2 separate regions of the Pan troglodytes genome follow, and region 1 is linked to region 2. The links are chromatin contacts, called in public HiChIP or PLAC-seq maps. All regions are on one chromosome and are shown on one strand. The core of a region is the stretch at or near the end of the contact, and the rest is flanking DNA. Distances in the headings are between cores, read along the strand shown. Region 1 holds the start of ZNF839 (zinc finger protein 839). Region 2 holds the start of PPP2R5C (protein phosphatase 2 regulatory subunit B'gamma).

Evidence for each region. HiChIP or PLAC-seq counts read pairs in DNA pulled down with a chosen protein or histone mark.
Region 1: a contact with region 2 is called in an H3K4me3 HiChIP or PLAC-seq map of stem cell-derived excitatory neurons, with 3 times the contacts expected there. The contact joins the promoter of ZNF839 here to the promoter of PPP2R5C in region 2. A contact is called at or near these places in 1 of 7 Hi-C or Micro-C datasets (stem cell-derived neural progenitor cells) and 1 of 1 datasets of contacts at active chromatin or transcription factors (stem cell-derived excitatory neurons).

Annotation. Positions count from the first base shown.
Region 1 is chr15:100,330,936-100,334,968 of NHGRI_mPanTro3-v2.0_pri, reverse strand. ZNF839 (zinc finger protein 839) reads right to left here and starts at 1,935. Exons shown (of 8, transcript XM_063793896.1): 1 at 1,365-1,935. It overlaps TRNAI-AAU (transfer RNA isoleucine (anticodon AAU)), which reads right to left and starts at 3,794; the gene lies at 3,721-3,794.
Region 2 is chr15:99,775,193-99,779,324 of NHGRI_mPanTro3-v2.0_pri, reverse strand. PPP2R5C (protein phosphatase 2 regulatory subunit B'gamma) reads right to left here and starts at 2,420. Exons shown (of 14, transcript NM_001280086.1): 1 at 2,308-2,420; 2 at 32-97. The coding sequence starts at 2,349.

The DNA.
Region 1 (4,033 bases), core at 686-3,185, 560 kb before region 2:
TACAGATGCCGTGTAGGCCCTCTGGCTTCAGGCGCTATGCTACACCCTCCGGAGGTGGGCGACCGTCTTCTAGTTATCACTCCCCTAGCCCACTAGGGGAGTGGCCCAGGAAATAAACCCACCGGGAAAGGATGTTTTGTAGTATACAGAGTGCTTTCACATATTCCAAACATTGTGTATCAGGCACTGTGCTGGGTACTGCGGTTACAAATCAGTCACTATCACCCAGGATGTTAAGTCCTGCAGCGAACTAGTGTATTGTGCTTAACTTTGTTCCAAGCCTGGGCCTTGGCACCTTACAACTGAAAAGCTAAGTTGGTTCCTTTTAATTCATTTATGTTTCAGCTCCAGTGTCTGGCCTACGGGACCACCCAATCTAAAGCAGCCCCCGTCAATCCTAGAACCTGCCTTATGTTCGTTCTTCACCAAGTGTGTTCAAGGCTTCACTTCCTGCACATAGTGGGGAGTGCTGGGAACACGGTCTCTAAGTGCTCCACAAAGGCTGAACCAGCGGTGAAAGGCCTGTAAGAAGAGCTAGGGAGCACGCAAAAGCCCCCAGCAGGGCTGTGAAGGCAGAGAAGGCACGAGGGCGTTCCAGGCACAGGGCCCAGCGTGAGCAACCGCTCCTAGAGTGAGGCTCCTGGGGTGAAAATGCCAGGGTGGTGACAGGTGGGGGCCGAACGCCGTCCCTAAGAAGCTCAGCCTGGGGACGCCCTGAGTCTTAACCCGGGCGGATACTGGCCTCCCCGGACAAGCAGCTAGCCCCGCCGCGGGGCGTCGGCCCTCTTCGGGCCTCAGTTTCCCCACGTCCCTCCCGACGCCTCACCTGGGGCGGGAGCAAGCGCGGGGACTCGGTGCCCCGGCCCCGCTGCAGGGCGGCCTGTTGGGCCGCGTCCCGCAGCCGCCGCGCCGCGTCCTGCAGCACGAAGTGGGGCGGCGGCGGCGGCGGCGGCTGCGCCTTCGTCACCTGCTCCTGGACCTGCCGCAGCTGCTCGGGGCCCAGCGGGGCCACACGTGCGACGCTGCCGCTCTGGCCCGGAGGAGCCGGGCCGCCGCCGCCGCCGCCGCCGCCACCATCCTCGCTGCCGCCCCCAGCCTCCGGCTCCGCATCCGCCATGGCGGCCGAGGCGGGGACTCGAACCGGGGTCGCTGAGCGACGGCGTCTCCAATGTACGTCACCTAGGAGAGGGGCAGGCTACGAGTGCCTCGCAGGCCAAGACACCTCGGAAGGCGACCGTGTCTGGCCGGGAAAGTCGTGGAGTGCCCCGCCCCAGCCGACAACCGCCGCGGCTCCTAGGGCTGATCAGCAGAGCGGACCCCCCTTATTTTCCTTATTGCCTGTCACGGATGTGTTTAAGACTCACCTTCTCCGGGAGCTGTCCCGGATCTCCCAGGGGGAGGTCTTCGGTGTTCCAGAGCCCCTGGCCCAAAAGTTACCACACTATCCAAGTGTTCTGACGTCATCATGCATCCGAATCAGCGGAGGATGCTGTCTGGAGATGCAGAGTACTGTGCCCACCCCTAAACATTTGGATTTATACATCTGAGAGGGGACCACAGTTTGAATTGTTAACGAGAGTGTTTCCCAAATTTTTGCCTTGTCACCCTAGCTTCTCTCTACCCACCCACCCAGATTGGGTGCAGCTTGAAGGGAGAGATGATATATTACACAATCGGTGCTCAGCACAGGCCCTGCCCAGAACACAACGCACGCTCAGGGCATGAATGATGGATGGACGAATATGAATAAACGAATGAGTGAACGAATGAATGAACCCACCCTCTCTCTATCCATCCAGCTCCACTGCCCCATCTTCCTCAGCCTGATCGCCTCTCCTTCTTACGGTTGAGGCTCTGTGCGCCCTCCGAATCTTGTAGCTGCAGGTGTGTACACATGTCCCAGCTCCTTTCCCCAGGGAGAGCAGGAGGTCCACTGGTCCACAAACCCTTATTAAGCACCTGGTGGGTGAACCGCTGTTTCCGCCCTGGGGGGTATACAGTCTAGGTGCCGACCCCCAAGGAGGAAACTTCCCAAGGGGGAAGGAGGAAACTGGCATTTGCAGCACAGTGTGATGAGCGCTGAAGCCGGTAAAGTAAGGCTGGCGGCCTGGGTGGCGTCAGAGAAGGTTCTGGAAGATCACCATCATCCTCATCAATACTCACATTGCATTCACGATGATCCCTTCCGTGTTATTTTTTAATGGTGAATTTTATATTATGGGTATCTTACCACAATTTTTTTTTTTTTTTTTTTTTGAGACAAGATCTCACTCTGTCACCCAGGCTGGAGTGCAGTGGCACGATCTCGGCTCACTGCAACCTCCATCGCCTGGGTTCATACGGTTCTCCTGCCTCAGCCTCTTGAGTAGCTGGGATTACAGGCGTCCGCCACCATGCCTGGCTAATTTTTGTATTTTTAGTAGAGACGGGGTTTCATCATGTTGGTCAGGCTGGTCTTGAAACCCTGACCTTAGGTGATCCACCCGCCTCGGCCTTCCCAAGTGCTGAGATTACAGGTGTGAGCCACCACACCCGACCAGATTTCAGGAATTCACATGCCTTCTGTTCAAAATAATTTTCATGCCACCGTGGCATATTCTAAACCCCTTCAAGCTCAGGAAACTTGAGGGCAGCAACCTCCACCGATTCCTCCATGCTGTGTCCCTGCATCTAACAACGTGCCTGGCACGACTATTAAACGATGTGACATCCATCCTGTGTACAGGTGTCTATTTTAAGTGTCAGCTGCCCCAGGCTCTCCTAACTTTGCTTATAATAGCAGCAGCGCCATCGGCTGGCATTTATTGAGAACTTTTACTACACCCTGGGCACATACCAAGGTCTGCAGATGTTGAGCTGCTTCTTATTTAGGTCAGAACTAGTAGCTGTTTCCACTGTAGAATTTTCAAAAACAGGTGGAGCCCTTGCCGGATCCTGACATAAAATGGCATCAACCTTATACAACCGGCTTTTGTTCAGCTGAGCACACCTGACCACCCTAGAAACGAACCGAGTGAGAAATTCATCCACTTGCTCTGGCTTCAAAATGTAGAACCAAGAGGAAGAAATGTGAAGCCTAAGATGTCTCCGAAAAGAAAAGAGGGGGGATAAAAAGCAAGAGAAGGTTTCCAGAGGCTTCCACAACCTGAACGCCTCACTAAAAACATGGCAGTCATCTAGTGGTTGTCACTGTCTCCAGCGGGTTGGGGTTTGTGTCTCACCGTTTTGCTCCCAGCCTAGAACGGTGCTGGGCATGCAGTAGCTCTCCTTATGCATCTGTGGAATGCATTCATTCCAGACCTGGATTTTCACCTCCAAGACTTCCCCGCAAGGGGGCCCAGGGAACACTAGGCGGTGATATCTGCGAGCACCTGTCTTCACTGGGCGGTTCCTCCAGGCCAGACGCAGCCTCAGGAAACGTGGGGGGTGGGGGCGGGGGATGTGCATCTGTTTGGATGTCCAGAGTGTCCTTTAAAACGACAAAAGTAAAAGGCCTAACCAATGGCATTCTAAAACAGACCCTTCAGGTGGCGGCGCGGGGACTCGGGGTGAGGAGCCACCGCCCCAGCGCGCTCTGAGTTCCTCCCGCTCTCCCCAGCAGGTAGCCTTGGACAACCTCTGGGCCCAGTCCAAAAGATTCCGCAATTCTCTCCTGCCTGCACGCCGGTTACAGTATCAGAAAGGAACATTGGGGGGACCGAAAAAAAAAAAAAGCTAGACTGGCCCGTACGGGGATCGAACCCGCGACCTTGGCGTTATTAGCACCACGCTCTAACCAACTGAGCTAACCGGCCGCTTGATGCTGGGCCCCCACGGGAGCGCCTAAGAGGGCTCCAAGCCCGCGCCCGCCCCCTAGCGACTCCCTGCCGAGCCCGCGCCACTGGCTGCATTCCGCTTCGCCACAGCCGCGACTTTCGACCTCTTCACAGTCATCCCCATTGGCCCGATGCAGAAACTAAGACCTAGGGGACTTCAAGGAGAAGGGAGGCGGCTCCCTACAGCGAAGGCGGCTTTTTTTCACAGGAAAAATGCA
Region 2 (4,132 bases), core at 1,171-3,670:
AAATACAAAGTCAATATTTGATGACAGTTACCTCTGATTCTACTGTGTCTTGTCCTTCTTTTGAACTTTTTCCACTCTTCCCTGCTTTTGGTGATTCCTGGTAAACATCAAGCAAAGTCAATTAGTCTTCTCACTTTTTAGACAGGTAAACATCAGATAAGCCAAATGCAGTTTTAAAAGTGATTTATACAACTACAGCTTCTGATATTTTTAATTCATACCATTAGGAAATTCTGTATCATACCGTTTAGGATTCCAACAGTGCAATGCCCCCCACCCCCCATTCAGATTCTTTTCGTTTTATCTGCATTTGAGGTTGAAAACTTCAAGCAGAAAACAGATAAATCCAATTTTATACAGTGCTTCTGGCATTTTGAGATCCACATCACATCCCTTTCTACCCTCCCACCCTAAACCCTATGAGTGAGGATTTCTGGGGTGATAATGAAACGCTACAGAGCTCCACCTGAAGCAGAAACATACCCGCCCCCCCCGAATGCAAACGCAGCACCCTTGCTCGCAGCCCTCACCGCCGCCGCCACCCAGGATAATAATAGTGTTTGAGAGCCCCAGAGCGTCCCTCCGGGGCGGCAGATAATTCCTTACCAGCTCTCAGCGCGGTCCCTTCTCGCTCCCTTTCCCCCGTCCAGGGGTCCCTCCCCAGGCGTCTACAGCCCCCATCCCTGAAGCTCCTTTCCGGGAGTCTGCGAGGCTGCGAACCCCCTCGGCGGCCGCACCTGCCGGCCCAAGCCCACGCCGCACTGTCGGAAACGGGCGCCCCTCCGACCCCCTCCCCGGGCCGCGCCCTCCCTCCACGCCCAGCCCCGGCCCATCACGAAGGTCCCAGCGGCCCGGGCCTGCGCCCCGCGGCTCCGGCGCGATCCCCGGGCTCCCCGCCCCCACCGGGCATGAGGCCGAGAGAAGCCCGGGGATGCCTGGCTCGGCCGCCCTCGGGGACGCGAAGCCCGCGGCGTCAGGCGGGGAACTGAGCCGGGGCCCGGGCGCAGGACCCCGGTGCCGTCGCGCCCTCCCCCGGCAGTCCCTCCCCGCTCCCTCCGTCCCGCGGCCGGGCCCGGACTCACTTTCTCCTTCTTGTTTTTATTCGGCATGGCTGGAGCGGGCCGCCGCCGCCGCCGCCGCCCCTGCCGCCGCCTGCCCCCGCAGCAGCAGCGCCCCCGCCCCGGCCGTCGCGCCCCCGCGGCCGCCGCCGCCGCCGCCGCCGCCCGGGGACTGAGTCTTTCGCTTGCTCTCGCTTCCCCTTTTCCAGGCTCCCAGAGGCTGCGGCAGCCGCGGCGGCGGCGGCGGCGGCGGCGGCGGCAGCGGCGGCGTCTCTCCGCCCCTCCCCCGGCCGGCCCGCCCCGCCCCTCTCCTCCCCACCCCCGGCCGGCCGCCCCGCCCCTCCCCGCCCGCCGCTCGCCCCGCCCCTGCGCCCGGCCCCGCCCCGCTGCCCTCAACAGCGCCCTGCCATTGGTCGACGCGCCCCCACGTGCCCTAACGCTCCCTGCTCCCCCCACCCTCTCCGCGCGACCCGTTCACGCCCCCGCCCTCCGTCGCGAGTCGCTGCGAGCCGGCCTCAGGCAGGCCGCGGCCTCCTGGCGCGGGGCTGACCGCTGAGCAGAGCTGAGCCGACTCAGGGGAGGGAGCACGTGGCTGCGACTGCGGTGACAGGGCCGTGGCCCGCTGTGGAGGCGCAAGACAGAGCGTGAGACGTAGGAAATGCACATTTGAAATGTATGGCAACAACTTCTGCAGCCGGCGAAACGCGAACCGTGGCCTCTTGGCCTTGCCCCCTCACCGCCGCGGCTCTCGTTGCAGTCAAGAGTGCCTGGCACGCTTTGCACTGAGGCGCACGGGGAGGCCCGGGAACCGAGCGAGCGGCAGTTTCGCGGGACACCGCTGGGCCCCGCCTCCCCTCCCCTCCCTCCACTCCCCTCCCCTCCCTCCACTCCCCTCCCCTCCCTCCACTCCCCTCCCCTCCCTCCACTCCCCTCCCCTCCCTCCACTCCCCTCCCCTCCCTCCACTCCCCTCCCCTCCCTCCACTCCCCTCCCCTCCCTCCACTCCCCTCCCTCCACTCCCCTCCCCTCCCTCCACTCCCCTCCCCTCCGTCCCCTCCCCTCGACCACCCCGTCCCCTCCCTTCGACCAGCCCGTCCCCTGCCCTCCCCTTCTCTCGACCAGCCCGTCCCCTGCCCTCCCCTCCCCTCGACCAGCCCGTCCCCTCCCCTCCTCTTCCCTCGGCCAGCCCCTTCCCTCGGCCAGCCCCTCCCCACCACCAACCCCTCCCCTCGACCAGCCCCTCCCCTCACCAGCTCAGCTTTCCGCAGCTCCTCCCGCGAGGTCCCGCCCATCCGACAGCGCCGCCCCTCCCTGGTTGGTCCCGCCCTCCGCAGTTTCTCCCGCGAGGTCCCGCCTACCCGACAGTCCCGTCCTTTCCTGGTTGGTCCCGCCCTCCGCAGCTTTTGCCGCGAGGTCCCGCCCACCCGACAGCCCCGCCCCTCCCCAGCCGGCCCCGCCCTCCGCAGCTCCTTCCGCGAGGTCACGCCCACATGTGCAGCCCCTCTCCTCCGGCGTCGGCCCCGCCCACCGAGGCGAGGCCTCAAAGACTTGGTGGCCGCTGCGCCAATAGGATTTTATTTTTATTCTTTAATTAGGCTTGATCATAAATGGTGAGGAAACCTCTGCATGACTGGGAGTCACCTGATTTCTCTCAGCTTGTTAATAGCTGTGAGGAGAGGGTGTCCAAGGGAAAAACGTTAACTTTTCAATACAATGCTTCCGCGGTCCACCTCGTGCCCAAAACTATTGAAGACGCTAAGGACAGGCGTCCCAGATTGCAGAAATGCATTAGGTAGTAAGACTCTAGGAGCGTACGGATTTCACGTGCGAGAGGCATTGGTGCTTCACCTGTGATGATGAAGGAGCTGCATCTTAACTGGCAGCTTAAAAATCATCGCGTTCTCTTAGCCCCCGGAGTTTTGTTCTTGGAAGTTTCCAGGCAAAGCATTTTCCATTATTCTCAGCAGTTCTGCAATGAGAAAGCTGAAAGACGGGGTAAGAAAAAAAAGATCTAAAGGGAGGAATGTTGTGGGAGGTCAGGAAAGTAAGTTCTGTCTGCGGGTGTCTGAATGTCTGCGGGCTCTTAGACGAATATCTGTAGGTAAGCAGGACAGTCTCAAACAACTATTTGTGCGGAATAAGTGGCTTTTTTATTAATAATTTAAGTGGGTTAATGGTGTCTCCAAAACAATTTTGAGGATAGAGCGATGCCCCTAGTTAACTTAATAACATTTTAAAAATAAAATATGTGCTGTCAATTTAATAAGTCCAGGATATATCCATATCAGAAAGGAGTAGCTCTGAAACTATTGGTTTATGGCCATGAACTCTTAGGGAGGCTTAGAGGCATCTCTGAGACAATCCTTTGCCACCAAAATCCTTGTATCGTATCTCCTGATCCGGTGTTGCATACAATTCATTCATTCGACCCACATTTGTTGGATAACTACTATGTGCAAAGCATGATGCCAGAAATTTCATGGTGAACAAGGCACTACCCTTGTCCTCAAGCAGTTCGCATGCTTGCATGGAAATAGAAAAAAACAGCAATCAGAAGGACATGACATGTGACAAGTCTACAGGACTGGGGTGAGGGGGGTCAGGCTTGGAAGCATGACAGAGCACTGCACAGGACGTTTTGTTATGGCCGGAGATGAGACTGAAGGAACAGCGACGCTGAATTAAGACTGGTAGACCTTGCCAAGATATTGTACTTCTTTTTGAATGCATTTCAGGGTCACTGACAGATACTGAAGTGGGGAGTGATGTACTCACATTTGCATTTTAGAAGACATCGGTGGCAGGAGTGTGGAGGAGGTGACGGTGGAAGTAAAAGCAGGAGGCAGAAAGAGCAATCAGCATCCAGCTATGGTTCAGGTGCGTGCCAGGGAGGCATCTCCACAGCAACGGGGGGAAGGATCGCCGACGCGACAGAGAGCCAGAATCGAGGATAAAAAGCGAATGGTCATGCTTGTAGTTTGGGCAACACAGTGAATGATGAGGAAGGGATGCAAGTGGAGGGCAGGTTTGCAAGGGAACAAGATTCCAGTTTGGGACACGTTGCTGTGTCCGCAA